Linked DNA regions of Macaca mulatta: region 2 is linked to region 1. Evidence: chromatin contacts called from public Hi-C data. All regions are on one chromosome and are shown on one strand. The core of a region is the stretch at or near the end of the contact, and the rest is flanking DNA. Distances in the headings are between cores, read along the strand shown.

Region 1 (3,403 bases), core at 358-2,857:
ACATTAAGCAAGATCTTGCCCCCTCCCCCGCCCCCCTCCCAAAATTGAAGTACACAAAACCTAACCATTTTGGTCAAACGACAAGAGAAATATGGCTCCTAAAAAAAACTGTAATGAATGTAAGTCAAGAGTTTTAACTAATTAGCCCATATCTAAGAATTATTCACCAGTAATAATAATCTCAAAGAGAATTTTCATTTAATAAGTTCTATATTGGAACTATATAACCTAATAATTTTCCTGTGATCTTGGGACTCAACATTTCTTACTGCTTCTGGTTTCAATCTATTTAAGAGTGAAAGTTTTTGACAGCATAGCACAAAGCAGCAATTTCTAATGACCAAGGGCTTATATCTTGCAGCAAAATCCAGTTCCAAAACAAAGCTTTCTCATGTCACACACCTAACAACCAGGACAGGAGCCCTCAATTCAGGTGGTTAAAAATTATTATCACCTGAAATTAATGTTTTTCAGTTGTGCTGTCACACTATAAAATTTAAGTTGCTAAAGTTCCCCCCAAAGGAAAGCAGCTGCCACCAAATTCCTCTGAAGCTACCCCTTCTTTCTTTTTCCGTCTTTAAGTTTTCCAACAGATATTAAACACACCACCTCTTGACATGGTTTAAGTTGGTTTTTTCTTCCAATGTGTTTCATCTTAAAGGGGAGAGGTTCCAACGTTCTAGGCATAATCACTACTAACAAAACTACTGATGCCCAAATACCATGCTCAAGTCTGCTGATAATACTTTTTGGAATTAAAAAGTATTTTTGATCTTGCAAAGTAATAATACAATTCTTTGCATGTTGGGAAGTGGCATGGATACACACCACTTCACCACATTAGTGCTTTCTCAGTACTCCTTCCCCTCGATTACCCTTCAATCTCCAGTTACATCTATTTTTAAATTCTAGAACACAGCGATCACTCAGGTTAACACAAAAAACTAAATCAGTTCATCTCTTATTTAAAAAATAGTTATGAAACAAGCAACTTACGTACATTTTGTAAGTATCTGAAGATGAGGTTCTGCACCACAGTGGCTAAGGAAAAAATACAAAAGCAGCATAGACTGCTTCCTGAAACAACTGGACGACCCTGTTCCCGTCTCACCTTGGTATACTGAACGCGAGGTCTGGTGCTTACGCAAACAAAAAGTGCCCAGCTGGGCATTCATTAGGGGTCTTCTAAAGATTAAAGAACATCCCTTCTACTTTCATTCCCCTGGAGTTTCCCGAAACCTTTAACTCCCGTTTTCACTCCGCACCTAAAGTTCTCTTCCCTCCTTTCGCCGCCTCCATTCCTGCATTCCCCCACGGCAGGGGTCCACCCAAGACCACCTCCCCACCATCACGGTTCTTCAACTACCCGCGCTTTCTTCCAGTCTTGGTCGCCCCGGGGGCTCATGGGATGTGGATTCGTACTCCGCTACCCCAGGCCTGCTCTCAGTCTGCGCCTTCGCACCCCGTATTCTGGCCCGAACCTCCCAGTCCTGACATCCTGCGTAGGATACGATGGGCTGCACCATAACCTTCTGCACTTTCTGGCCCTGGCCACGGTACGCCATGGTGAAATTTCACAAAGAGCACAACCTCACGCTGCCTCTGAGAGCAATTTCCGGAATAAAGAACCGGAAGCGGAAGTATGTGAAGGTTACGCGGCGACATGGGCGTCTCCTAGGAAATGCCCCTCTAGCCACGAAGTCATGTTTCTCCGCTGCATGGCCTCCGAGGGAGGCCAAACTGAGGCGTCTGCGCTGTGGAAGGTGGACCGGTCCTATAGCGCCACCTGGAGGCAGGCGGGAGGAGGTGCCTTCGGTTGCCATGTCTCCAATTTCTTTTCTTTTCTTTTTTTTTTTTTTGAGGCGAAGTCTCGCTCTCTCGCCCAGGCTAGAGTGCAGTGGCGCGATCTCAGCTTACTGCAACCTCCGCCTCCCGGGTTCAAGCGATTCTCCTGCCTCAGCCTCCCGAGTAGCTGGGACTACAGGCGCGTGCCACCACGTCCTACTAATTTTTTGTATTGTTGGTAGAGACGGGGTTTCACCATGTTGGCCAGTATGGTCTCGATCTCCTGACCTCAAGATTCGCCCGCCTCGGCCTCCCAAAGTGCTGGGATTACAGGCGTGAGACACTGCGCCCAGCCCGTATCTCCATTTTCTGAGTTAGCTTAAAAAGCCAAAATCGTCCCACTGTGTATCTCTGTGTGTAAAGTGAGTTAATTTCGTGCCTTTCCTAAAAGTTTAGGCTTGATAACAGCGTTGTGGTGGACAGGGTAGGGCGGCAAGAAGCCCAAACTTCAGGCCTCCCGCCTCTGGCAGTCGGCCAGGGGCGGTCTGCATTCCAAAGCCAGACGGCTGGTTCGCTCCAGTTACGGATTCAGCTCAGCCACTTCGTGGAGCGAGTTTACTGTTCAGGTGGCAACTGAGGGTGGCGATCTACCATGAAGACGCTGAAATCTACATGCCGGGCGCAAATCCAGCTCTTTTAGAGTTGGGTGACAAAGGATAAATTACTCAGCCTCACCGTGTCTTGGCTTAGTTTTCAAAACGGAGATTAAAGATTAACTTTACTCAGGGGGTTGAAGATTCAATGAAAGAATTGTCTATGTGTGCACACAGTTAGGCGTCAGCCAGTGTCAGAACATGCCCTTCCCTGGATAACACAGCTACTAAGTGGAGGAGCTGGAATTCGTAGTTGTGCCTGACCCCAAAGCCCAACTACCTTTCCATTGTGTCATGGCTTGTGGCCTGGCAGAGAGTTCGTTTAATTGGCATACACATGTTATAGAAGAGGAAACTGAAGTTTAGACTTTTGAAAGGACTTGCCTTAAGGGAACACGGATTAGGGCAAATGGCAGAATCAAAATTAGCTTTTCTGAGGGCTTCTGTTTAGTGGGGATAATAGTAATGACAACCTCAGAAAGGGTTTGAATTGAAAGTGATTTTTAAACTACACGAAGTGGCCAGGCTCATGCATGTAATCCCAGCATTTTGGGAGGCCGAGGCAGGTGGGTCATCTGAGGTCGGGAGTTCGAGACCAGCCTGGGCAACATGGTGAAACCTTGTCTCTACTAAAAATACAAAAATTAGCCATGCATGGTAGCACACGCCTGTAATCCCAGCTACTGTGGGAGACTGAGACAGGAGAATCGCTGTCTGCAAATCGCCGGGAGGCAGAGGTTGCAGTGAGCCGAGATCATGCCACTGCACTCCAGCCTTGGCGACAGAGCGAGACTCTGTCTCAAAAAAATAAATAAGAATAAATAAACTACACAAAGCTAGCAAATGCTTGGCATAACTATTTCCTTTAAAAAATTTCAGCCGGGGCTGGGCACAGTGGCTCATGCCTGTAAATCCCAGCACTTTGGGAGGCTGAGGTGGGTGGATCACAAGGTCAGGAGTTCGAG
Region 2 (3,342 bases), core at 188-2,687, 560 kb before region 1:
AGTTCTGGGAACTGAGCTGCTTCTCTGTGAGTTTAGTTTGCCCCATACCAGACATGTATTTACGCAGCACTGCCCACCTTTTACATAAGATCTCAGGTTGATGGTCTACATAGTACTCAACAATACGAGAACCCTGAAATACCTGTCAGGCTGGGCGCGGTGGCTCACGCCTGTAACCCCAGCATTTTAGGAGGCCCAGGCGGACAGATAACTTGAGCCGAGTTTGAAACCAACGTGGGCAACACAACGAAACCCTGTCTCCACAAAAATATGCAAACATTGGCTGAGCGCAGTGGCTCACGCCTGTAATCTCAGCACTTTGGGGGGCTGAGGTGGGCAGATCATAAGGTCAGGAGATCGAGACCATCCTAGCCAACATCGTGAAACCCTGTCTCTGCCAAAAATACAAAAAAATTACTGGGCGTGGTGGCACGCACCTGTAGTACAAGCTACTCGGGAGGCTGAGGCAGAATTGCTTGAACCCGGGGAGATAGCGCCACTGCACTCCAGCCTGGCGACAGAGTGGGACTCCGTCTCAAAAAAAAAAAAAAAAAAAAAAAAAAAAAAAAAAAATTGGGCGTGGTGGTGCGAGCTTGTAATCCCAGCTCCTCAGGAGGCTGAGGTGGGAGGCTCACTGGAGCACAGGAGGTTGAGGCTGCAGTGAGCCGAGATCGCACCACTGCATTCCAGCCTGGGCGACACAGCCAGACCCTGTCTCAAACAAACAAACAATACAAATTTAAGACTACGATAACCCTATAATTGGCCCACGGGGCATTCAACTTTCCATGGATTGAAAATATTCGGGAAAAATAAAGACAATAAAACATAATACAAATAAATACAACATAACAACTAGTTCCATAGCACTTTCATTGTATTAGGTAATTTACTTAATCTAGGGGATGATTTAAAGTATCTGGGAAGGTGTACGTAGGTTATATGCAAACACTACACCATTTTACATAAGGGACTTGACCAGAATCTGCGGATTCTGGTGTCTACGGCGTCCTGGAACTAATCCCCATTTAATACGAGGCGATGACTGTACACACGTTAGTGTGTATTAGGCCATCAAAACGCCTCCGGGAAATTCTCGGGTTATCTTGAAAACCCCTTTCCTACCCAAGCCCTTTAGCCTAGAGGGCTGTTGGGGCGGTCGCCTAAGAGACCACACAGAAACAACTGCGCATGCGTGCATCCCGCCGGCTGATGCAACCTCCCGCTACCGTGCGGCTCTACCTCGAGTAAGGAAGCCGACAGGGAAACCAGGCGCGACCAATCGGCGGCCACACGGAAGTGGGCGGAAAGCCCCACCCCCCCAGGGCTTTGCGAGAGACGTTGGGCGGCGCGGCGCTAGTGGCGTAGACGCCCAGCAGTCCTGCGTCTCTTCCGGCGGCTGGGGGGTGTCCTGCCGGCGCGCGGGCCCTGCGGCCATTTTGGGCTTCGCTTCCACCGCACCAGTCAACCTACCTAGTCCTTCCGGTGTCGCGTTGCTCAGGGGTTCTTCAACCTTCTGTCACTCAGAAAACCACCGCCGAGGCCGTGGGCAGGCTCCTATCGATGGTATTGAAGCGTCGAGCCGACTAGGGAACGTCCTTTCCCTCCAGGATGGAAGTCGCATCAGCTGCCGCGTATTGCGCGGGGTGTTTCTCCCTGTGTTCTGCCGCCCGCTGCCGCATCCGCTGCCCTCTGTGGCTTTTCTGCTGGCTCGGAGATCGGCCTGGAGCACCGACGCCACCGCTGGGCAAGGCCGAGACTCTGTAGGTTTCCTCCGAATCCCGTCCGACCTCCAGCCGCTGAGCGCCGCGGCCCTACCCGAGAAACTGCCAAGGAAAAGGAGATGGAGCCTGAGACAGGCGGATCGCGGAAACGGCCTGGCCCTCGGGCGGGCTTCCGGTTCTGGCCACCCTTTTTCCCTCGGCGATCGCAAGCAGGCTCTTCTAAGTTCCCGACGCCTCTTGCGCCGGAAAACTTCGGGGACCCCACACTGCTTTCCTCCGCCCAGCCCGAGACTCGGGTCAGCTACTGGACGAAGCTGCTCTCCCAGCTCCTTGCGCCGCTCCCCGGATTGCTTCAGAAGGTGCTAATTTGGAGCCAACTTTTCGGTGGAATGTTTCCGACCAGATGGCTAAATTTTGCTGGAGTCTACAGATCCCTGAAGAGACGGGAGAAACCAGCCGCCTCCACAGCGCAGAAATCTTTGAGTTCGCTGAAGCTCGACTCCTCAGACTCCTCGGCCACCAGTCCCCTTAATTGGCTAGAGGAGGGGATCCACTGGCAGTGTTCGCCCCCAGACTTAGAATTGGAGCTTAAGGCCAAGGGAAGTGCTTTGGACCCTGCAGCACACGCTTTTCTCTTAGAGCAGCAGCTAGGGGGAGTGGAGCTGTTGCCCTGTAGCCTTCAATCCCGTCTGTACTCTGACCGGGAACTTGGCTCTTCGCTCTCTGGGCCTCTAAACATTCAACGCATAGACACTTTTAATGTGGTATCCTATTTGCTGAGCCCCTCCTACCTGGACTGCTTTCCTAGGCTAGAAGTCAGCTATCAGAACAGTGATGGAAATGGCGAGCTAGTCGGCTTGCAGACACTAACCGCAGAGAGCAGCTGCCTGAGAGAGGACCCTTGTCATCCCCAGCCGCTGAGTGCAGAACTCACCCCGGCCTCGTGGCAGGGATGTCCACCTCTTTCTACAGAAGGCCTACCAGAAATTCACCATCTTCGCATGAAACGACTGGAATTCCTTCAGCAGGCTAGCAAGGGGCAAGAGTTACCCACCCCTGACCAGGATAATGGCTACCACAGCCTGGAGGAGGAACACAACCTTCTCCGGATGGATCCGAAACACTGCAGAGATAACCCAACACAGTTTGTTCCTGCTGCTGAAGACATTCCTGGAACCACCCAGGAATCCACTGAAGAAAAAATAGAATTATTAACTGCAGAAGTTCCACTTGCTTTGGAAGAACAGAGCCCTTCTGAGAGCTGTCCATCTTGTGAGATACCTATGGAAAAGGAGCCTGGAGAGGGCCGAATAAGTGTAGTAGATTACTCATACCTAAAAGATGACCTTCCCATTTCTGCCAGACCAGCTTGTAGTAACAAACTGATAGATTATATTTTGGGAGGTGCATCCAGTGACCTGGAAACAAGTTCTGATCCAGAAGGTGAGGATTGGGATGAGGAAGCTGAGGATGATGGTTTTGATAGTGATAGCTCACTGTCAGACTCAGACCTTGAGCAAGACCCTGAAGGGCTTCACCTTTGGAACTCTTTCTACAGTGTAGATCCTTATAATCCCCAGAACTTTACAGCCACAATTCAGACTGCTGCCAGAATTGT

What was found. A called contact is a pair of places that touch in the nucleus more often than the background predicts.
Region 2: a Hi-C map of fetal cortex germinal zone shows a contact between it and region 1, with 2.6 times the contacts expected there. The contact joins the promoter of PPP1R15B here to the promoter of SNRPE in region 1. A contact is called at or near these places in 2 of 14 Hi-C or Micro-C datasets (fetal cortex germinal zone and fetal cortical plate).

The regions. Positions count from the first base shown.
Region 1 is chr1:61,597,059-61,600,461 of T2T-MMU8v2.0, reverse strand. It overlaps SNRPE (small nuclear ribonucleoprotein polypeptide E), which reads right to left and starts at 1,607. Exons shown (of 5, transcript NM_001266775.1): 1 at 1,512-1,607; 2 at 1,001-1,027. The coding sequence starts at 1,565.
Region 2 is chr1:62,156,077-62,159,418 of T2T-MMU8v2.0, reverse strand. PPP1R15B (protein phosphatase 1 regulatory subunit 15B) reads left to right here and starts at 1,437. Exons shown (of 3, transcript XR_003732169.2): 1 at 1,437-3,167. LOC106994037 (a long non-coding RNA gene) reads right to left here and starts at 2,415. Exons shown (of 3, transcript XR_003732170.2): 1 at 1,474-2,415. LOC144341262 (a long non-coding RNA gene) reads right to left here and starts at 1,187. Exons shown (of 2, transcript XR_013418140.1): 1 at 681-1,187.